Linked DNA regions of Dromaius novaehollandiae: region 1 is linked to region 2. The links are chromatin contacts, called in public Hi-C maps. All regions are on one chromosome and are shown on one strand. The core of a region is the stretch at or near the end of the contact, and the rest is flanking DNA. Distances in the headings are between cores, read along the strand shown. Region 1 has its middle 9.5 kb from the start of DPY19L1. Region 2 holds the start of FANCD2OS (FANCD2 opposite strand).

Evidence for each region. Hi-C and Micro-C count contacts between places; a contact is called where the count stands out from the background.
Region 1: a Hi-C map of brain shows a contact between it and region 2, with 6 times the contacts expected there. The contact joins the enhancer-like site here to the promoter of FANCD2OS in region 2. A contact is called at or near these places in 2 of 4 Hi-C or Micro-C datasets (brain and ovary).

What each region holds. Positions count from the first base shown.
Region 1 is chr2:54,718,701-54,725,581 of bDroNov1.hap1, reverse strand. No RefSeq gene overlaps it. Among named protein-coding and RNA genes, the nearest start is that of DPY19L1, 9.5 kb to the right of the region's middle. Within about 2 kb of position 5,576, at least 2 of the 2 cell types and tissues checked have open chromatin away from gene starts, as enhancers often do.
Region 2 is chr2:54,442,921-54,449,185 of bDroNov1.hap1, reverse strand. FANCD2OS (FANCD2 opposite strand) reads left to right here and starts at 3,159. Exons shown (of 1, transcript XM_026100748.2): 1 at 3,159-5,162. The coding sequence starts at 3,370. The coding sequence ends at 3,843.

The DNA of each region.
Region 1 (6,881 bases), core at 4,327-6,826, 270 kb before region 2:
AGGAACCTACTCAGTCACTGCTACAAAATTTCATTTTGTGTCTCCCCCCCCACCCCGCTTTCCCCTATGCAATATAAAAGCTGCATTCAGCCCCAAGCGTATCCTCACAGATTTTCTGCCAGATCCTCAGGTGCAAAATCCACAAGGTGAGTGAAAGGGTGCTGACATGCATCTGTTAAATCTTTTTGTTTCTGAAATGTTTTGGAGTGTTTTTTTGGTTTGGGGGTGGGGGTTTTACTTACAGCTGGATTCCTGCCAACCAGTAAGCTGTAATGTCTTTTGTAATGTCTTTTTGGATTACGGATATAAGATCATTTTTTTATTCTTGCATATTTTCAGCAAATAATAGTGTTGTTTGTAACGAATGCTATCTGAAAAAGAAAAGCGCTAGCTCATATCCACATGCATTACTTCTAATTTCTTCCCAGTAGGCAAGCCAAATGTACCAGTTCATATCTTCAAAAAGGAGTTATCTTTAAATACTTCTGGAGCATGTACTCCACATCATACCAGGCAGAAAATACAGAGTTTTATTTTCATTTATACAAAAGCCAAATTATAATGCTCAGGAAGCATTACAAAGCTTAAAGCAAATGTGTGTACCCACTTAAAGCTTTCTTTGTACACCAGAATCGTGTAACTGGATAGTCTTTAAGGACTTGCTGTTGCTGAACTTCATGTGTGCCACACCTAACACCTCACTCAGGGAAAAGCTATGCAGATGGAATATCTGCATTAAGATGAATTTCCTTTTGTGGAAATAATTTTCATGCACTTTCATATCTTCACTTTGAGCAGGATGAAAACAAAGTATAAAGACTTTGACTTAGTCTTCTGCATTGGTCTCAAAATTTTGTCTTCTCTTCCTTCCACTATTTGCACAGATCTAAACTGTTGTTAATCCAGAAACCAACTGAATACAAAAACACCTCACTACTACTGTGAAGCATGACTGTCAAATCAAGTTGAAATTGGCTAAATAGAGTCATTAGAAATGGCTAGATAAACTCATATATGCACATATAGAGTCTAAAATCTTATTTCTGTAGGTAACAGTAAAAATCAGGAGCTTAGACACTTATCTTCACTTTCAACTTTCATGATTTTTGATTCTATATTCAAGCAGACACAATGAAAGGAAAAAACTATGGTCTCTGCTGGAGGATAGGAGTGTCTTAGCTGGACTCTCTAACTAAAGGAGAATAAATCTCCTTTTAATGGAAATGTTGAAGTATAGAACATGTGTCTAACTCTAGATGTAACCTTGCCATCTCTGAGAAGTAAAGACACATGCTTGACAGGTCATGGAGTTTGAACTCCTCCTTGTCCTTCCAAGCCATACTTGCGGGGCTTTTCAGAAACAGGAATGTTAAACCCCAGAAAAGAAGATTCTGATTCCAAACACAGTTCTGAAAACATAGGGGCTGTAAGATAAGGATGAGGCATCTCTGAAGAATAAAGTAGACAGAGAACAGAAATCTGACAGTATTTATTGAGGTAAAGCTAACAACAGGAGGAATGTAAGAAAAACTTGAAGATGCAGTTGAAGTTTCCTTCTGCATAATCAAGTGTCTATTGGTGTGAACTCCTTTACCTTCTTTAGGATTCTTTTCTTTCCAGAGCAAAGGGTGCAACTTTTCTCCTTTTTCAGATGATAATAGTGACAGATGATGACAGCATGTTTTTCTGGTACTTCTTCCTCCTGGAGACCTTAGGAATCTATTCCTGAAACCTTGAGAAGGAAGAGACTTTTAATTTTCAAGAGAGGAAGGCAGGAAAAATCCATCACATGACAGACAGACCCATTTTTTGAATGTGGGAAATAGACTGGATATCATTCTACAAAAAAGCAACATTTATTGTATCCTGGAGTAGAGAACACATAGAAGGAGGACTTCTCAATCTCTTGAATGAGATGAAAATTTTAGTTATGAGTGAACTTTATGCAGTGCTGCAGAAATGTGAGCCCTCACAGTCTCTGACCTACTATGAGTGGCAGGCCAAGGAGATCCAAGTTCTAGGACCAAGTTTCTTTGTAGCATTTAGGCATCCCTTTTCCACTCTCCACTCTTCCTCTGCTTTAAAAATACATGAAACACTGAAAATAGAAAATTCTTTGTTGGAGTTTTCTTTTTCACATGCACATTTAAGGTTATTTATTTCCCAAGATAACTTTTCTTTTCCTTCTTCTTTCCTTCTTTGTCCTCTGACTTTTCATTTTCTTCCTCATTTATTTCCTGCCCCTTCAGTCCTGTTCCACATATATGGGCCCTGTTCTCAATGCTACTAATCAAAAACTGTCACAACACCCTTCCTTCTCTGTTATCACCCTCATTTTAGACCATCTGCTGTACTTACAAAGAAGGTCCATGGCAGATCCGTTAGAGAAACTCAAGTCTCAGACCCAAACCAATTTGTCTTTGTAAACTCATTGTTTTCTCTTTCTTCATCTGCCTTCCCATCCTAAAACAAAACCCAATCAAATGTTCCTACTCCTCTGCTTCTGGAGTTCATTCTCTTCTTTTGTTTTTTCAGGCATTAGCATAATTTGAAGTGGTTGTCATGTATTTCATTGCAGAAGATTGATCTTGCCTGAGCTGTAGAGAGCCTTCATGATGAACAACCATAGAATGGTAGCTCAAAGTGGGGGAAAAAAGCATTTTTCCTCAGTGTATGGGACCACTGCATGGTCTCTAACCCACAACTGGGTCAGGGAATACTTGGGATGAGTGGTTTTTTCCATAGAACTCATTGAGGATTAGGTCCTATATCAGAATAAACAATAAGGCAGGAAGGCTTCTTCAGAGATCATCCGCTTGGCTCAAGCCAAGATGAGTTTATAGTTAAACTACCTTTGAAAGATGTTTCTCCTATTTGTTCTTAAGAGCCTCTGACAATGGAGACTTCCAAGGTCCCTCAGAGTCCAGTGCTTAACTACCCTTTCATTAGAAATCTGCCCTAATGTCTAGCATGTCCCTGACTGTAATGTTAGTTCTTCATTCCTTATCCTGTGCCTTCTGTCTCTTCCTTGTAGCAACCTTTTACCTATTTGAAAACTGATATTACATATCCTCTTATTACATTTCTCCAGGCTGTTTTTCACATCTTTCTTGTGTGGACTTCAAGGGTTTTTCCTGCTGCATGTGCGTGTTGAAGGGTCTACTCTGCAACTACCATGGCTGGTGTACAGTAAGTATCACAACAAGGGGTAAAGGAGAATATGAGAAAAAAAATCCCTACTCTTAAACTGCTCCACATCTTTCCTGAAGTGCAGTGCTCACTCTTAGATGCATTCCTTAACTGAGATCTTACCAGTGCTAACTGGGTCAATAGATGACTTCACATGCAAGATATGAAACTTCTGTTCACATACCCAGTGTAGCATTTTGTTTTCCTACAGCTGTGCAACAATGTTGACTGACTTCACTATAGTGTAAGAGATTTTTGTATTAGTTTATAGTAAAGCAGCACAGTCATAATGTATTTTGCATTCTTTCTATTCCAACATTTCTAACAGCCCGGGCTATACGGCTTATAACATTGTCTGAAACTGTGGAGGTTCCCCACTGTTTGCAAAATGCACTTCTGCATATGCATGTGGCATGTAAACATGAAGTTACTTTAAATCTGCTACCAGCAGCTCTTTGTAAACTGCCAGTGGGCAGCGAAGCTCTTCCTTTTTGAAAAGTAGGTAGAACTTTTCCATGTATTGCCTCAGCATGTACGAAAAAGGAAACCTCTCTAAAGACAAAAGATTTGTCAACATTTTAGCACCTATTGCTCGTAGTCATTCTGCATTTCAGTTACGCGTACAGCTTTCTCTGTTCCCCTGCATAGTCCCAACAACGTGTTCTTGTACCAGTAACCAGCACCGAGTATTCACTCCATCCAGGACCCTCTTCAGCTCCTTTTCCTTTCCTCCCTCCATTAAGGGACAATTTTAAAAGCAGCTTTCCTGTGAAGGATTTTTTCAGAGAAACTCAAATTACCGGTCGGGCCACAGTTCCTTTCAGTGCAGCCCCAGTTCCATTCTGGATTTGTCCTCAGCTGTACTCAGTATCACTGAAATTATCTGTAACTTTATGATTTGGCAGTTGCAAGGCAAAATGGCTAAATAAAGACAAGTATGCCTGCTACATTTGAAATATGGCTTCCGTTCCCAGCAGTACTGTATGATTTTAGTATTTAATTTGTATTTTTTTATACATGCATGCACACATGCACGCACACACACATTTATATATATGAATATATGTGTACACTTGAAAGTGAAAGTTGCTCAGCAACCTCTCCTCATTCTCATATCAGCATAAAGTATGGATATTCCAGTTTCAGTCCATAATCAATATATAGTGTGACCTCTCATCAAGCAAAATCATCTGAGCTCCTACCTGTCATCCTACATGTAACCATGCTACGACGTCCCCTACTGGGAAACAAGTTGTTGTAGCACCTTGAGGAGCCTAAGTGGATGCATCTGCCTATAGCAAAATAACAAACCAGCTGCTACCCTAAGCACTCTGAGATGTTCTTTAAGGCTAAAAGGTTCTCACAATACAAAACAAACAGTACTTTTTTAAACCTAGTGCTCCCCCTGCTTCAGTGCTACCTTCTGCATGCTGCAGGTTTCTTCAGAAGTGAGCCAAGCTAGAATTTTTTGTTTAAATTCTATTTTTCTTTTAGTTAAATTTTATTTACTAAATCATAAGCAAGCAGGACTTTCTGGTAGAGAAAGGGTGGATGAGAACAGTCCATGTCTTGTGTGAAGGTAAAGGGGGAGGTTTTGCTTAGGGGTGACGGAGGGAATGCCACAAGGGGTCTCTGGTTACTTGTGAGAGTTGAGTTACCAGGAAGGCAGGGATAGTTTCAGGCTCACTTGCAGGACACTGTGTTGTGTTCCAGTAGACACTCAAAAGGGAGTGAAACCATCTAGAATATCCCATCATCCATTAGAGAAAGGGTGAAGGCTTGAGCAGACAGGAGAGGAGTTTATAAAGAAAGTCTCAATATGTAATAGGTCGTTCTTATCTAGTTAGAGTTGGAATGATCACCAGGAGCAATACAAATTTCTGGCAGACATACTTAAAATCTGTACTTTACACACAGGCCTGGTTCTTCTTACTTTGAATGCACATCAGATCATTTAATTATATGGAATAACTCTACATCTACAAGTCAGGTGTGATTCAAACTCTGCATAGATTATTGGCTTAATTTAAATTAACAGCTACTCTGACAAAATAGCCTTATAGTCAGCAGCAAATGAACATGCCCTGGTCAACTTATTTTCTATCTAGTCAAACAGCCAAGAGTTGGTCCACTAGGCCAGATGAAAGTTTATGTTGAAACAAAAATGAACGTGTTAATTCTAGGAGAAAATATATTGCTTTTTTCAGTGAGTACATATCAAACATTTCATTTTGTTTTCTATCAAGATGATGCAGAAGAGGATGCCTGTGACAGTAGAGGGCACTGTGACCTCAAAAATATGCTTCAAAACTAGGAACTAGTTCAACCTATTTGTCATAGCATAGCTGATAGGACACAGACAAAAGCATTATTCCAGCTGAAAGGAAGCACCACCTACCTGGTGGTAGTTCAAGAGATTGCAATGGTGGTGTGGTAAAGAGGGACAGACTGATAGGTACTGTAATGCCACGATGACTGTGAATTACCATGGAAAACTGAAAGAAAGAATTCTATCAAGTAGTTTAACATGATGAAACAAATATTTTGGCAAACAGTCTTTAAAGCCTGCTTTTCGGTCCTGCTATCTGCAAAGTCTCAGAACACATAATGAAACCATACAAATAGTCAGGACCATGATTTAACATAGATTATCAAAAAGTGAAAAAGGTGAGGAAGGAGATGAGGAAAATAGATTAAACTGCTGCTGTTAGTCACCAGCGAGGACTTTATATGTGATTTTCAGATAAAATTCCTGTTAATTTTCAGTTGCGTGTGGGTGTAAAATTAAAGGGCTTGTAGCCTCACCAACATTTTTTTCTCTGGATAAAGTCTCTGGCATGAAGACCAGACTTACCAAGAAATGAGATGAAATGCAGACCTCAAAATGACCATGTCAGTGATTCAGTTCATGACAACGAATTCACCTTTGCTCAGGCATATATAGGAAGCAAATAAAATTCCAAGGTGATGGCTTTGTCTACCATTTATGCGGTATGCGTTTGATGTGCAAGATCATCTTGCCTTCAATCTGGTCTGCCATTTTACTTCATTTGCCAAAGGCACTTTCTGTCACTGTCTGCGGGTACTGAATCTGCCTCTTCTCTGCCTCCAGTAACTGGGGCAGTGAAGGATACACTGAGATCACTACTGACATGTATATCAGGGTGGGCAAAAGGCAAACAATAAATTAACTTGCTAACATCTCAGTAAGCGAGCTTGGACCCTGCCAGTGTTTCTGATACAGCTGTCTGTAAGTATTTCAGGGGGGTTCACAAGCTTCTCTCTCTCTTGCCAAAGTAGATTTGCCAGTAAATCTCCAGCAGTGTAAGTTTACTGACTTCAAAACGGCAATAGCAATGTATTTCAAGAGCAATACTGTTTCTCACATCTGACTGCTCCGCCAGTTGTTAACTGAAAAGCTACTTTGTGTACACCTCCAGATCATTGCTTTTCTCATGTTACTGTCCTCAGTCCATTGCTGGCCTTCCTGTATTTCCACCAGAAATGGCTGCTCCTGTCACTTAGCTCCTGCTTGTCACTGCAGGCTTCTTCCTCTGTCTTCTCTGATACATCTTCTAGCAGCAGCTGCTTAAAGAGCTGCCAAATAAACACTGACCCCATGAAAAATGAAGCAAAACCCTGGTGGTTGGTAAATCAGATTAGGATAAGCTGGGTCCATCCCTTTTTTCTGT
Region 2 (6,265 bases), core at 1,910-4,409:
TCTTCAGACTGTAATTAAGCAAAATTCATACTGAAGTTAATAGAAAATTGTCCTAAACAAAAGGGCTGAGTAGCAATCTTAGGATTGAAAATCTGATTCACTAAAGGAAATTACATGATGGTCTGCCACTTATATGAAGTAAATATATATATACACACACATATGCATCTATATATTATATTATGTATAGGTGTGTGAGCCTTTACATATAGATCTCTCTACTTTTTTATAAGGCCTGCCTGGGCACCAGGACCTCAAGAAACAAAGCCTGCCCTCACTACTGAGGCAGTGTTAATCACTGTGGACTGGAATTAACTCCTCCTCATCAGGACACTGAGAGACAACACCTGCTCTCACTGATGGGGCAGTGTTAACCATTGCGGACTGGATTAACTCCTTCTTACCCCAGCCAGGGGATCTCTCCTTGGGACCACCACTGCAGCAGTAAAGCAGTCACACGCAGTCACTCAAATCCTTTCTTCAGTGCTGAAGAGTGCTCAAGGCAGCTAGTCTGCTGTTGGGGGTGTTTGGCCCCCCCCGCCCTCCCCCCACACACCCTGTGACCGTGGGTGCGATCGTTGTAACAGCGACAGGGGACAGCTGAACCCTGCAGCAGCCAAGGGCTAGGGACTGCGACTGCCTGAAGACAACTGCAACTGGCCTTGCGACTCCACCTCCACCTTCCCCTGAAGGGTATAAATCGGTTGGCCCTGGAGGCCATCTGGGGCTCTTTGTGGGTGACAGTGGGTCTGCCAACTTGTGGATCCCCTTGGGATGGGGACACCCTCCTGCAGTTACTGCCCTGGGATTGAGTGTACGTTGGCTGCTGAGGCAACACGTGGGTAAGATCAAGCAGAATTGGTTTAATAAGAATTGTTGCTTCGTTTGCCTAGTTCATCTGTTTGGGTAGTTACAATTAGTATAAATTAGCTAGGTTTGTCTGTTTACTAAGTAGTTACCGTTAGCATAACTTTTAGTGTAATTAGAAAATAAGTATTCTAGTTGAGCTAAGTTTCTGTTAATAAGAATTGTGCTTTGTATTGTTGCAACCTGCATAGTAAATTTTGATCTTTGACACAAGTTATGGAGTCATGCAGTAAATCTCCTTTTCCCTCTCCTCCCCTCCCTCCCACTACACGAAACCCACATGGTCCAGGACTGTAAAGACAGTTGGTTGTACCGTGACAATCTCCTTCTAAAGAAAAAAAAGAAAGATGGAGCATTTCATTTTGAAGAGATCTGCCTTTGGAAGGAGTATCCTGTTACAATGCTTTGCCTATATTAATGCAAATCACAGATGCTAGAGTGAATTAAAAACTCTGTTTCCTGAGAAATTAATCCAAAAAGAAAATTTATGCTGCACTAAGTTAAATCGGCCATATCAGATCCTTCTTTGCTGGTCATAAATTCAACAAACTGTAATTGTCATCAGTCATGCCTTCCTTTCAAAGCTTTCCTGCAGGAACAGGCCAAATATTGCTGCATACAAAATTAAATACGTTAATTTCTATTAAATTATTGTTGTGGTTTGGTAAACTGTTTCCTTCCCCCCCACACACACTGAACAACTCAGGAATGTGAATTTCTCACAACAATGTTGCTCATAATGTTTAATACTTTGCTGCGTTAGTATTTCTAAGGAACGCTTGTCATGTTCTTATACATACTTCACATGTACACATCAAGTGCACATATTCCAACAGCTGTGTATCAGACAGCAACCAAATATAAAGACATTTCTGTTTACTGTGGTAAGCAAGTTGGTCAATATGGGAACAAACAAGCTAACTAACCAGAGCAGAAATTGAGCAAGTTATCTCCAATAAGTTTTTTTATGTTATTCTTTGTGAGCTTAGTTAAGGCTATCGTTTCTGTGTTATCACTTTTGTCCATTGACTGGGAGGGTGGCCACGTGGAAAAAGCCTAAACTAACTTCCTGCAAGACTTTGCCCCAAGCATCACTACAGCTGAAGACAAAACACACACCCCTGTGTCTCATGAGGCAGTAAGAAATACATGCATTGTTTTAATAGAAACACTTGATAGACTAATATTCAGATCATAATCATTATTGTAATATGGTTTAGAGACATAGTCCCTAACAAAGTCCTTTAATGTTATCTGTGCATGTGTGCATTTGCCAAAAAAAGTTACACAGCATAACCATTTCATTCTCAAAGCCATTTGCTCTTCTATTCCAGCCATACTGTTGTTCATAACAGCAGGGCTCTGTTTGCTGGAAGCTTCTGACTGAAAACAAAACTGGTCATATTGAAAAATCACACTGCTGTAACATTCCTCCATCTGTACAGAAGCACTTCGGCAAAACTTGTGTAATGCAACCCCTCTCCCCAAGCACATTCTGCAGCTTGCATCATGACACAAGTTCACCGTGACCCCAAGCTGGAAAAAAATGAAAATGGATCAGAGTGGGGGCATTTAAAACTATTGGTCAAATCACTCCAAAAGTAATATTCCAAGTATGTTCTTTGTCTAGAAAGACGTTTAATCTTCCCCATTGCACTGCTTCTCCTTAAGATTAGCGTTTCAAGTGTTATTAAAAGTAGAGACCTTCAGAGACAGCTGGAAAGTGAGACTACTAAGGCTTTAAATATATAGGAAATAAAAAGACCTACTGATCAAGAGGGGAGGTAAGTCTTATTCAGCACAATCAGAACCTTTAAAATATTCACTACAACTAAAAATTGGGTTAAGAGTGCTTTATTAATTTCTAGGTCAGTTTTCGGGGGGGTGTCAATTAAACTTCAACGTGACAGAGGAATCTTAAGCAAGCTTGCAGAAACTGCTGGCACCTTGGGACCAGCAAGATGAGTCTGGTAAAGGTTTTGCTCATGCTAATGGGAGATCACGGCAAAACACATCACAGTAAATCACAACAGAAGATGATGAATTTTAGCTCCAAGGATAGGTGAGGGCATTACCACACAGCAGGGAGAAGCTGTTTTTGCAGAGACTGTGGCAGAAGATGCTACTTTGTGGCAGTGACAACAGATGGCCACCATGATTTCTCCGTTTCTGTCGGTAGCAGAGGAGGCGGCAAAAGTCGCGCGAGCGGGGATTTGAGTAAAATTAAACATAGCCACGTAGGGGCAGAAAGACACGGGGAGGAGAGGGAGAGCTGACACACCGGGCAGCGGGAGAGCCGCGGCCCTGCAAGCGGCGCCATCTCCGCCCAGAAACTCCCTCCGCAAAAATGGCGGCGCGGCCCCGTGCGCGGGCCCGGCAGGGAGCGGGTGGCCGCCGAGGCGGACCGCCACGACGCGAGGCGAGAGCGGCCCCGGCCCCGGCCCCGGCCCCGGCCCCGCGGGCCGCGTCAGAGTGCGTTGCCGGGCACCCCGCGGCGGAAAGATGCCGCGGCCCGCGCCGGGCGCTATGGCGGACGGTTACCAGCTGTGGGCGCCGCGCTCGCCCCTCGACGAGTCCCTGCGGTGGCTGCGGGGCGGCGCGGCGCAGCCCGCCACGGCGCACCCCTTCCGCGGCGGCGGCCCCGGCCCCCAGGCGACGGCGGCGGGGGGGGCGGCGGGGCTGCGCGGCCGCGGGGCGGGGCTGCGGCGGCCGCAGGCCGTGCGGCTGTGCGGCCTGGACGCCGTTTTCGGGCGGCTGGTGACGGCGCAGCCGCCGCGCTGGACCGGGGCGCTGCGGGTGTCGGAGCGCTCGGCCTTCTGCCGCGTGGTGAGTCCCCGGCAGCGGCGGCCCTGTGGGCTGCGGGCGCCGCAGGCCCGCGCCGCCGCCGCCGCCATGTGCCGCCAGATGCTGCGCGCCATCCTGCTGCTCTATGCCGCCTACAAGAAGTGCGCCTTTGCCCTGCAGCACTCCCGCTGACGGGCTCCGACTGAAAACCAACGCTGCCTGCCCGCCTCGCCGCCCTGAACTCTGCGAGGCGCCCGGCTGTGGCAGAGGAGGAGGCCAGGGCAGCCCGTTTGCCCCCCAAACCGAGGGCTGCAGTGCGGCAGACTGAAAAGCAGCTCTGGCCTGATGCGTGCAGGCACCCTGCGTTAACACTTGGGTGCGAGGTACAGGGGGATGCAGCCATCTGCAGGCCTGACTGACCCCGTTCGGGACTCTGCAGACTGCTTGCAAGCAGTGTTTGGAGCTTTCTCTGCTTCAGGTAGCACCTCCGCCTTTCAACGCAGAAGTGAGTCTTATTTTGCAGCTTAAGACTAGCCCTCGCACTGGGTCGGCACCTGAGAAAATGGCTCATCGCAGGCGTGCAGCTGGGACATGCAGCATTGGAGCACTCTGCTTTGGTTGCAGCTTGCGGAGGTGATCACCAGTTACAGCTGATGGATGAAAATGTTTACGCTCAACGTCAGATTATGGAGATGTGAATGCTCCAGTTTACAACCTGTGCTGCCATTTATAATCACTACCGTAATAGCCTCAATAAGGAGTGCATTTCTGCTTTATCCTGTTGCACACAAGACTCCTTAGTCTGTTGGAAGAAAATACTCAAGTGAAATGCTGCTACTTGAGACATGGCCATTTTTCACAGACAGTCCTCAAAGAGAAAGCTTTTACACTCGCATGTATATGTGTACAAACGTCAAGATAATTTCCTTAAGCTTACTACCCTCAAAGTAAAATCCCTTATTCATTCATTTCTTGTGAATGAAGACATTTACAAGAACCCCAAATTTAAATCTTAACATGTTAGTAGATTTTACATTTTTCCCCATTTCTGGTCTTGCTTGTTGACAGCTAATTGATTTGCAAAGAATTTAATTTGCCTGTATTATTCAGAGTAAAATCTCTGATCAGTTACAGGCAGTATACATAGATACAGTGTCAGTGCTTTTCGGTCTTCAAAGTTACCCGCACAAAAGTTTTTCCTCTGTTCTTTTTTCTAGCTAACGAATAGAGATATTGTTGCAACTAAATTAATGGAGAAACAGTTTCTTAAAAATGTACTTTTGCCCTACAGTATTCAAACTTTCTTTACAATTAAATGAATGGGTGTGAAAAGTCATAAAACTTGTTTACAGCTAATAAAAACAATTTGCAAAGATGTTGTTCTTTGTCTTCAAAGTGAGGAAAATAACTATTTTTTCCTTTTGTTTTAAACATCGTAAACAATGGATAGAGCCTTTTAGAAATGTACTTCTGGCATCTTACAGTCCAAATAAAAAGATTGTTCTGATTTATTTCCTGCTAATTTCGCTAATTCACTAATACTTCCATAGACTATAGTTACAAATTATTATGAGAATTAAAGCGGCTGTGTGAAAATTTAGTTAATCTTACCCATAAAATCACAGGAGAAGAAGCATTTGTAATGCATTCTTGGTCAGTATTTCACAAAACACTTTGATTACATGATCATTACTCATTCAGACTGCAGAGATGAACATTCAGCATTGTCTTCACTTTCAGTTGTTGCTTACAATAAGCTTCAGAAATGTCTTCTCATGCATTCACGCTTAATTGTGAAAAGTCTTTTGTCCCATCTCTCAATAGTGGCTGATTTGCTTCCTAAGCTATCTGGAACAAGCTAACAGGTCAGAATGGATGAATGGGGCTGCTGGGAAGTACAACAAAAAAAGTACTTGCTGTAAAATATATATTTTATGACTGATACATTAATATTTTTAATGAAGAGCTCAGCCTAAATAAGAATCCAAGGTGTGTGCTCTGCTTCTCCGTGGTACAGCAATAGGGTATTAAAAAGTAAGTGCAAGCTTTAAGAGGACTTTGGAGCTGGATCTGCGCTTCCTGTTTCTGATTCAGAGTTGCCTATAAAAACTGCATGGAATCAGTCCCTCAGCAGTATAAGCTGGATTTTTCCATTAAGTTCTCATCAGACTCCAGTATTCAAATCTGGCTCTGTTGTTTCAGCTACTTTAAAGACAATTTCATGTCTTCTTTCTGTCTGAATGGAATGCTGCCCCATAACTAGGGAATGTCAAGCATAAATCACTGCAACTTGGGAGAAGTAATACTAGTATATGCAAATAGATTATCTGGCTAATACCTCTGATTTTTCTAAAAACTGGGGGCTTGATCTTTTTTAAAAGTAATCTTAAAAGAGACTTTCATGTCAGTCCTGGTAATTGCCAGGTTGATAGATAATCACGAGCGAGAGATTCTGGCACAGTTTCTTCATAATCTTTTTCAGAAGGTACTGATACGAAGCTGTCATCTCTGCCCAAAAGTAGACAGTGCCATAGCGTTGATCTCGGGCAGAACTGGAAGATAACTAGGTCGTCTGCCATCCACATCCTCTCAAACTGAGTCATAGCCAAGCAAC